Linked DNA regions of Hordeum vulgare: region 2 is linked to region 1. A link is a contact called in public Hi-C data. All regions are on one chromosome and are shown on one strand. Each heading gives the region's core, a stretch centred on a gene start, on an enhancer-like site or on the middle of the called end of the contact. The rest is flanking DNA. Distances are from core to core; before and after follow the strand shown.

Evidence for each region. Hi-C and Micro-C count contacts between places; a contact is called where the count stands out from the background.
Region 2: a Hi-C map of seedling shows a contact between it and region 1, with 2.3 times the contacts expected there. The contact joins the promoter of LOC123428407 here to the promoter of LOC123428404 in region 1. A contact is called at or near these places in 2 of 6 Hi-C or Micro-C datasets (leaf and seedling).

The regions. Positions count from the first base shown.
Region 1 is chr2H:650,906,161-650,910,736 of MorexV3_pseudomolecules_assembly, reverse strand. It overlaps LOC123428404 (polyamine oxidase 5), which reads left to right and starts at 2,652. Exons shown (of 10, transcript XM_045112598.1): 1 at 2,652-3,171. The coding sequence starts at 3,138.
Region 2 is chr2H:651,088,570-651,093,022 of MorexV3_pseudomolecules_assembly, reverse strand. LOC123428407 (auxin response factor 12) reads left to right here and starts at 2,651. Exons shown (of 16, transcript XM_045112602.1): 1 at 2,651-2,814; 2 at 2,907-3,072; 3 at 3,214-3,323; 4 at 3,473-3,571; 5 at 3,680-3,736; 6 at 3,859-4,014; 7 at 4,115-4,199. The coding sequence starts at 3,000.

The sequences.
Region 1 (4,576 bases), core at 1,403-3,902:
TCCGCTGCTTGGCCACGGCGGAGGACTCGCCGGCGGCCTTGGAGGCAGCCCCTCGCGGCCCACGGGAGGCCGCCTTCGGCCGGCTCTTCTTGAGGGCCGGAGCGTCGTCGGGGGCGGAAGCCGGGGCGGTGGCAGGGGCGGGAGCGGCGGCCGGGGCTGGCGCGGACGGAGGCGGTGGCAGGCCTGCCCGCCGCCGCTTGGCCCCGACGGTGGCGGGGGCGGCCGGGGCAGGCGCGGCCGGGGCAGGCGCGGCCGGGGCGGGCGCGGCCGGGGCCGGGGCGGGGACGGCCGGGGCCGGGGCGGGCGCATCGGCGGCCGGGGCGGGCGCTGCAGCCGTGGCCGGGGCGGGGACGGGGCCGGCAGGGGCGGGCGCGGCCGGGGCCGGGGCGGGCGTGGCGGCGGCGGCGAGGCGGGCGCGAGGAAGGCGACGGCTGGAGACGGAAGCGGGATGAAAATCCCTCCCGCGCTGGAGCTGAAGTGGAGTGCGGGTTGAGAGGAGAAACTCCTCCCAACCCTCACTTCTACAGGGTCAAAACTAGTTTGAGGGTCGGACCTCTAAAAATATTTACGGGTTTAAGGGTTTAAGGATTCTAGTCTACGCCGTTTTTCGGACAAAAACTGTAAAAAAGCGGTTATTTTTAAGGGTTTGGGGGTTTGAGGGTTCTACTATAGATGCTCTAACTAACCGCGCCGTATCTCGTCCTTATCATACGGCGGCTTGCGCAGCGATTCGTGCCTGTGTGAACCAGCGCAACTGCACTTTGACTCACTACTGCTCAGTGTATCGTCGCTATAATACACCGGTATTGTTTCTACAGTACTGTTTCTACAGACTACAGCAAAACGCCCCTATTACCACAGTATGTGTGGTCATTATGTCCTAGAAAACTTTTATCTCTTAAACCGTTAATTCGATCGATGATCCGTTTTCATCGTTGGCTTTGTTTCGACGAAATCTTCAAAACTTGATCCCATGTCGACATGGTTCGTCAATTTTTTTTCTCGTACTTACCACATTTGTTGCATTTACTTGTCATATTAGTAAGTACTTACTTGAGTGATAAAAAATAACTTAATCGCTAAATTTTTAGAAATTGCGTATAAATATGACATCTCAACATAATCAAAGTGGCAAGCACAAACAACTTTTTTAGGCGATTACGTGCAAAAATATGACAACTCAACATATTTAAAACCGGTGACCAGAAAGTGCCTAGTCCACCACTTCTACCGTGGCTACTTAGAGCAAAATCATTATCAAAGCCTAGAGTACCAGTTAAAATTTCCACCCTCACTCTATCAATTTGAGTTTCAACAATACACATGAAGGTAGGGCAAAGTTCTTCGCGATGTCGCGAATCTCTCGAACTATCGCCGCGTTGCCCGCGCCACGACAGTTCCAGCTGATAATACTCATTGGGTCCGGCGGTGCCCTTTGACAGGGCCCGCCAAACTTTGTTTTACCGCTCCAACAATGGGTTCCTTCCCAGTTGTAGTCCCCGATTTCTCAAGTCCCTATTGGGAGGGGGGCTTTGAGGGTTTAAGCCCTGTGGCACAATAGCAAGTTGATCAGTGCTCGGGTCAAGGAGCGGCTGCTGCATGTTCTCTATGCTCGTATCTACCCTATCACCCCTTTTCCGGTTCGACTCCAACATATCTATGTCATTGTCCTCCTAGAAGTTGTCCTCGCGGACCTCCCTGTGAACCACATCCAGAGTTCGAGTAGCCAGCGCGCGCCCTCTACCTCCTTTGCGTCCACATCCCCCTCCGGGGCCATAGCCTGTCCGCATTGCCCATGAAGCTCGAAGGTCTTTAAAGAACATCACCGATCGTGAGGGAACTCCATCTCCATGTTCCTTGTATACATGGCCAAGATGCCCACACACCGCACAACAATCAGGTAGTTATTCGTACCTCACCCTGTAAATCTGCCGCTCACCATGTCTGATCATCGAGACAACATTCTTGAGTGGTTTCCGAATGTCGATCTTGACCCACACACGGTAAAAATTACCTGCAAAATCGTGAGAGGGTTTTTGAATGAAAAGCACCTCATCAACTCTACTTGCCAGAGCTCAAACCACGTGTGTGTATTTGTCAGAACATCATGAATTTGCACCCATATATCGAGTGTGTAGAGCGGGACCTTGGATGGTTGTGTGGTGCCATCATATGGAGCGAGAATGACCGCGTCTCCACGAAAGTTCCAGGGGCCTTCTTGCATCACCCGCTCCCAATCTCCCAAGGAGAAGAATTGCACTGTATAGTGGTTGTCCTCCTTGCAATCGTGGGCGAGATCCCACGCTGCTCTCATGTTCTTGAAGAACCAGAACTGACTGTAGGGTTTAGTGATATGCACCCTAGTGATAACGATCCATCTGCAGGCCACATCTCGCGGGGCCTCCTTCTCATCATAGACAACATCATCTAGATCCTCCTCCCGGAGCCCGAGCTCCGCCATCATCTTCTCCACCTCGCCAGCGCTGGACGCCTTTGCCGAGGCTGAACTGTAGTACCACACTCCACTCCACTCCACTCGTAGTATAAGCCACAGGCATCGTGCCGTCCCAGCAGCAATAACGCAACTCCACAGGCGCGCACATGCAAAAACACCACCACTCGCCTGGCTATAAAACGAACCTCCCTCGCACCAGACCCGCACCGCACCAACCAACCCGACGCAACCCGACCCGTCTCGGCCAACCGTGCACCTCCCGCACTCTCCCTCCCACCCACGCACGCACCCTCGCGCGCTCTCCTCCTCCACCACCACCTCACCCGTCCGGGCTCGGCGGCGTGGCTCCGCAGGAAGGGATCGCCGGTGCGGGCGTCACCGGTGACGGGCCGTTTTGGGTATGAGAGGGGACCTCCGCGAGGCGCCGAGCACCACCACCACCACCGCAGCATCCAGCGTCGACGTCGGCGGCCCCATGGACGGCCTCCTCGTCTTCGTCTTCTACCTCTCGCTTCCTATACGTGGCGCCCGCGACCACTCCTCCTCCCTCTCCTCTAATTGCTAGCCTCCCGCCCGGATCGATCTCTTTCCCACTCTGTCTCTGTTTCGATTCGACTCGATCCTCCTTCCCGCCGCCGCCGTCGCCGTCGCGCTGCAGCTGGGCTCGTCGGTCTGACCGAGGATGGACCAGCCGCCGAATGGCTTCGCCGCAGGAGGTGCGTGCCCGACCAAAACACTCCCCCTGTCATTTTCCCGTTTCCTTCCTCAAAAGATATTGTTTCGTGTTCAGTAATTTTCTTTCCAGTTTTGATTGATGTGTTCAGTGTTACGTCAGTGTGAAGAAACCTCTCAGCGTTTCGCACTGGGTTGATTAATTCCACTACGTAATTGTACCAGCGGTGTGGGGGTAAATATTACCAGTAGAACTAGTACTTAATTAATTGTGAAATTGATCGGGCGAAATGTAGCTGTCGTGGAAAGTGGACTGACGTCCCAATCGTGCTGCTAATCGACCCTGTCTGTGACAGTTTAGTGTCTTCTCCAGCGCTCAAAAGGGCAAAAATTATTGGACCAGAATTGTTCCTCAGATTCATTTGATGTTGATGTATAATAAGGGACCACCACTCATCTCTGGGGCCAATCATCTTAAAGACGATATTTTTTAACAAATGATGGGCCTTACTTAGTAGTATGATTGATCAGCCGAGCTAAAAAAAATTCTTATGAAACAAAGAGATATTTTTGGTGACTTAATCGCCGTATGGTAGACACATAAAAAGTGGCGTTGGTCGGTCGATGAGAATCTAGAAGAATGAATCTTACAAGCAAACCGGTGAATCGTCATAGAAACAGAGGATGTTACATGTAAAAAAAAAGAAAGGGGCTGTGATGGCGACGGGCAAGTGAAACCATGAAAGGGATGTAGAACAAGGTTCCATAAATCAGAGACCACTAAAAAGTTGAAAAAAATCAAGCACTTTTGCGTTTGCAAGAAGACAGAATGGGGGGGCAGCATTCAATGTCTATTTGCTCCTCATTCTTGTCCGCCTTCTTTTTTATAGCATATGCCTCTGCGTCGGTTAATCCATAGTGCTGCGGATCGAATAAATTCAAGGGATTGGTCAGGCTGATATTGTTCCAACTCTCTTGTTGGTAATCAACTAGACGGAATAAATCACTCACGGCATATTCCTGAACGATTGTTCTGTCAATCCCAAAAGGGCAGTCCCATTCAGGTGGCTTTTCATATGCTAGAATGGACAACTATGACCAGTTGCAGATTTAACAAACAATTGGTCAGTATAAATTAACCCACACAGTGCACTGAGTGGAGATTTTGGCATGTGCATGCTTGTTCAGGTAGATGGTTGAAAAATACCCCCTCTGTAAAGAAATATAAGAGCGTTTGGATCACTACTTTAGTGATATAAATGCTCTTATATTTTTTACGGAGGGAGTACTAAATATGTGATACTAGGTGAGTTTAGAGCAGAGAAATGGGTGTAGAACAAGGTTACATAAATTGAGACCACTAAATTGTGAATTGTTTTTAGCACTTTTGTGCTTAGAAGAAGACAGAACGGGGAACAGCATCCCAGGTCTATCTGTCCTTATTCTTGC
Region 2 (4,453 bases), core at 1,402-3,901, 180 kb before region 1:
TGTCCGGCCCGTCGCTCGGTCCACGCGACAGGAGCCATGGACGCCGAGTACACAGGGAACACGTCCAAACCACGCTAGCACCAGTAGTGCAGCACCACCTGCTAGCTTATAGCTAGGCGCTGCATGTGTGCTGGTGATGGTGATCAGCAACGGTGCAGCTCAAGTCATGTGGTTAGCACGATATAAGTACTTTCCATATCCCGTTTTGTCACAAAGTATAGTAGCATATTTTTCTAGAGTAAACAAGGCAGTTGAGGGTACGGCCGGGCAGGTTAGCTGGACATGGCCGTTTATGGGTACACCTGAACGAAGAGTGCAAACGTTAGCGGTAAGTTGCTACTACTAGCGGACGATTCTCACTGCCACGCACTGTGCCTTTGCACTTTCCAGGACGGGCGCTTCTTTTTGAAAACACCCGGACAAGTCCGTCCTTGGGCAGGACGATAGGCCAAGTACAAGACCTGCCTTAAATAACAAGTAATAAAAAACTCAAAGTATTGGGCACCATTGACTAATACGGAGCGAGCGTGCGTGCGTGCCTACAGAGTACAGACAGACCGGCAAGTGGAGTACACGTACGTGCTCCAGATCCAGTCCTTAACAACTAAACTGGCAGCCGCATTAATTATCATCTGATTAATAACATAACAACCTAGGCCCGGCCCGGCCCGGCCCGGCCCGGTCAAAAGCCGTAGCGGCGGTAGTAGTACGGATGATGGCACGGCCACCTCTCGTTTTCTCGACTCATCATGATCCCTCCCCTGTCTCCTATTGGTGACCACTAAAACTAAGACCCTGATAAGCAAGGATCTGCTTTACTATCACTTGTGTTTTCGCAGCAACAAAAAAAGAAGAAGAGGGGTGTATGCGAATGATGAGGCCCACTTGTCATGCTGCGCTTTTTAAGGTATATAAGTATTTCCTTTACAAAGTTGAAAGTTACGGCACAAGGTTATCATGGATAGCAGCACTGTTGGCAGATGCCGGAAGTTGCAGCCAAAGCAACAACGGTCGAATCCGCATAAAGCATGTTCACTGACTAGCGGTGTGCTCACTGTTGTCACCCATAGTAGACTCCAAGCACTAGATATAGACAGCTAATATAAGTAGGCCAACCCAATAATAACAACCCTAGCTAGGGATCACGTACCCGTAATCAAACACGAGTGCACGCCGGTAGATTACGCCGTAAACTCTTTGGGATCTTTTTTCTCTCGCAACAGTACGGTCGATCCTACCACCGTACGTTCCACGGGCGCACGTAGTAGCTGCGCCTAGGCCTGGCGGTAGGTAGCGGCGGTAGTTTTCCGCGACGTGCTTTGGTGGCAGTAAAAAAGGTGAAAGACGCGGGGAATATACCACGGGCACGTCGCGTCGACGTACGTACGTACGTACGGGTCCGATCGGCCGACGTGTCTTCCATCCATGTCTCGCCTCACTCCAGTTCGTGTCACCTTTCTCTCACCCGGTCGGCAGAAGGAGGAGAGAGATGCTATTTGTTTATGCATTTCTCTCTCTCTCGTGCGAGGTCACGTCACGGTACGAGCGGCATGTCGCGCGCAGTGCACTGATGAGGGGACGTGACACGATCGGGCTCCGTACCCCGTACCCATCCTATACTTTCTTTCCTTTTCTTTATAAATTTACTTTCTTTTCTTTTCTTTATAAATTTAATTTAATGCGCCGTTTTGTGACGTACGCTTACTGTGTGCACGCGCGCGTGCTAATCGCGGCCCGGATTAAGGTAGTTGACGGGCTCGGACCGGACCGGCGACCGGTGCTGGGGTTTGTGTGGGCAAGAAGAGTCGAGCGGTTTCGACATGAGTTAATTAACTACCAGCCTACTGCCAAGTTTAGAACTCTACTAGGTAATGATTAAAGTTTTTTTTTTTCGCGGTGAAGGCCTATGTTCGTTCCCAAGATGCCATCCGTCCATCATCGGTTTTTGCGGTCTTGGCCGCCGAAGATGCCGCCATCATGCAAAAAACGCTGCGCTTTGCCGGGGGGAAATGCGTCAAAATTCGGCCGGCTTATCGTGTTAGCCTGGCGGCAGGCAGTTCGACACGGTGATGAGGCGCTTTATGCCGACGACGACGACGAGTCTTAGCAAAGGGAGGAGAGTACAGATGCACAGTGTTGGGAGAAAGGCATCGCATCATGGACGGACGGATGCCCACCACCACCACAGTGGATACGTGCGTGCGTGCACCCCAGGCGTCACGTACACGGGCCAAGGAGGAATAATCGCTCGCCGCTCATCTCGATGGAACATATAATCAACTACTAGAGGAGATGGAAATATTTTGAAAAAACGGCACGCGGAATCTGGTGGGAGGGAGGGGAGGGACTGGACAAACACGTCCCAGCGGTGGGCCGTGGCCTCACAGGCGGCCTGGCCCACGCCGCAGAGATACTATCATACGCCAGTGAGAGTGAGAGTGAGAGTGGGCGGTCTGATCTGATGGATCGATCTTGTGGCGGCATTGGCATTACGGGCGGGCGGGGCGGGGGTTACGGGGCGCCCGACAGCGGCTTACATGAGCCCATAAAATACGGCTTTTTCGAAAACCCGCTTTCCAACTTTCCTCTCTCTCTCTTCTCGCCTCGCTTTATTCAAAACTCTCTTCTCTCTCCTCGGCACTGTGCACACGCGCACTCCCACTCGCACTTCTGCCTCTGAACCGGCTTAAATGCGCCGGACCTAATCATTCCCCCCCCCCTCCCCTCTCCCTCTCTCTCTCTCTGCGCACCCCCACCCTCCTGGCCGGCCACCATGGCGATCTCCGAGCTCGGATGACTGCCGGATGAGATGAGGTAGGCGCGTAGCGTATTTGATGCCGCTCCCTTTTTATCCGTGTGGGAGTGGCGGCTGACGCGGTGCCTTGGCTTGCCTTTGCTTGTTGCAGAATGCGGCGGATTTGAGGATGGGGTACCGCCGGGCGGATTTGTGAGGGGGCGTTGGTTTCTCGTTTTCTGGTCTTGTTACGGGTGTGGGGGAGATGAGCTCCTCTTCCGGGGCCAGCCTCGGCGGCCAGCCGCCGCCGCCGCCGCCCGCCGCGCCGCCGGAGGAAGGTCAGCTAGGTCTTGTTCGGTTGGTTGTTTATTGCCTGCTTGCTACCTGCACGCGTGCCTGGCCTTTCTTCTTCCCTTGGTTGGTTTGTTTATTAGGCTGATTTTGTTGAGGTGTGCGTGCGTGCGTGTGTGCGGGTGCAGAGAAGAAGAACCTCAACTCGGAGCTGTGGCACGCCTGCGCCGGCCCGCTCGTCTGCCTCCCCACCCTCGGCACGCGCGTCGTCTACTTCCCGCAGGGCCACAGCGAGCAGGTCAGCTCCGCTAGCTCCGCCGTCACCCTCCCTCCCTCGGCTGTTTCCTCTTTCTTAACCCCTCCGCGCGTGCGTGCGTGCAAGCTGGTCGATGTATTGCCTGCGTCTTGTGTTTCCTAACGCCGCGTGTGTGTGCTTGCGTCATGAAGGTGGCGGCGTCGACGAACAAGGAGGTGGAGGGGCACATCCCCAACTACCCCAACCTGCCGCCGCAGCTGATCTGCCAGCTGCACGACGTCACAATGCATGTACGTCGTCTCCCAGCCTTGATTCCTCACATCAGATGCATCCATCCGTATTATCATCCGTTTCGGTGCTGCGGGTGCTGAGTTTAGTCACCGTGACAATCTGTGCAGGCCGATGTGGAGACCGACGAAGTGTACGCGCAGATGACGCTGCAGCCGCTGAACCCAGTAAGCCTACCAGAACGATTTCATGATTGCAGCAGCAGTGGTTAAATCAATGATGTGATTCTTATACGGAGTTTGATGTTTTCTTTTCTCACCTGTCTTGTGTTGGTCTGTAATTGGTGCAGCAAGAGCAGAACGACGCCTACCTGCCGGCCGAGATGGGGATCATGAGCAAGCAGCCGACCAACTACTTCTGCAAGACGCTGACGGCCAGCGACACCAGCACGCACGGCGGCTTCTCCGTGCCCCGCCGTGCCGCCGAGCGCGTCTTCCCCCCTCTGGTGTGATGAGTGTGTAGCTCTGGGCGGCGTTCCTTTCCTTTTGCACCGTGGGTTTTGGGTCTGCTGTTGCCAATAACAGGTGGTATAGTGTGGTTTGTAGGATTTCACGCAGCAGCCTCCTGCTCAGGAGCTAATTGCGCGGGATATTCATGACGTCGAGTGGAAGTTCAGACACATCTTCCGAGGCAAGTTCCCAAAATCTCCAGGGCTTATTCTTATTAGGTCACCGTGGAAGTCTGCTGGTCTTAAATGAAGTTCCTTCTTAATTTGTTTGGCTTTGGACTGCCATGGTACAGCTTGACTTTCTTATGACTGATGATTGATCAAATCATGTCCTTACAAGCATTTCCAAGAGTAAATGTGCCCACAGAAATACCAACTGTTCGTGCAGGAAACAGTCAGTACATGAAATTCTCTTCGACATCCTTGCAAAAAGAGA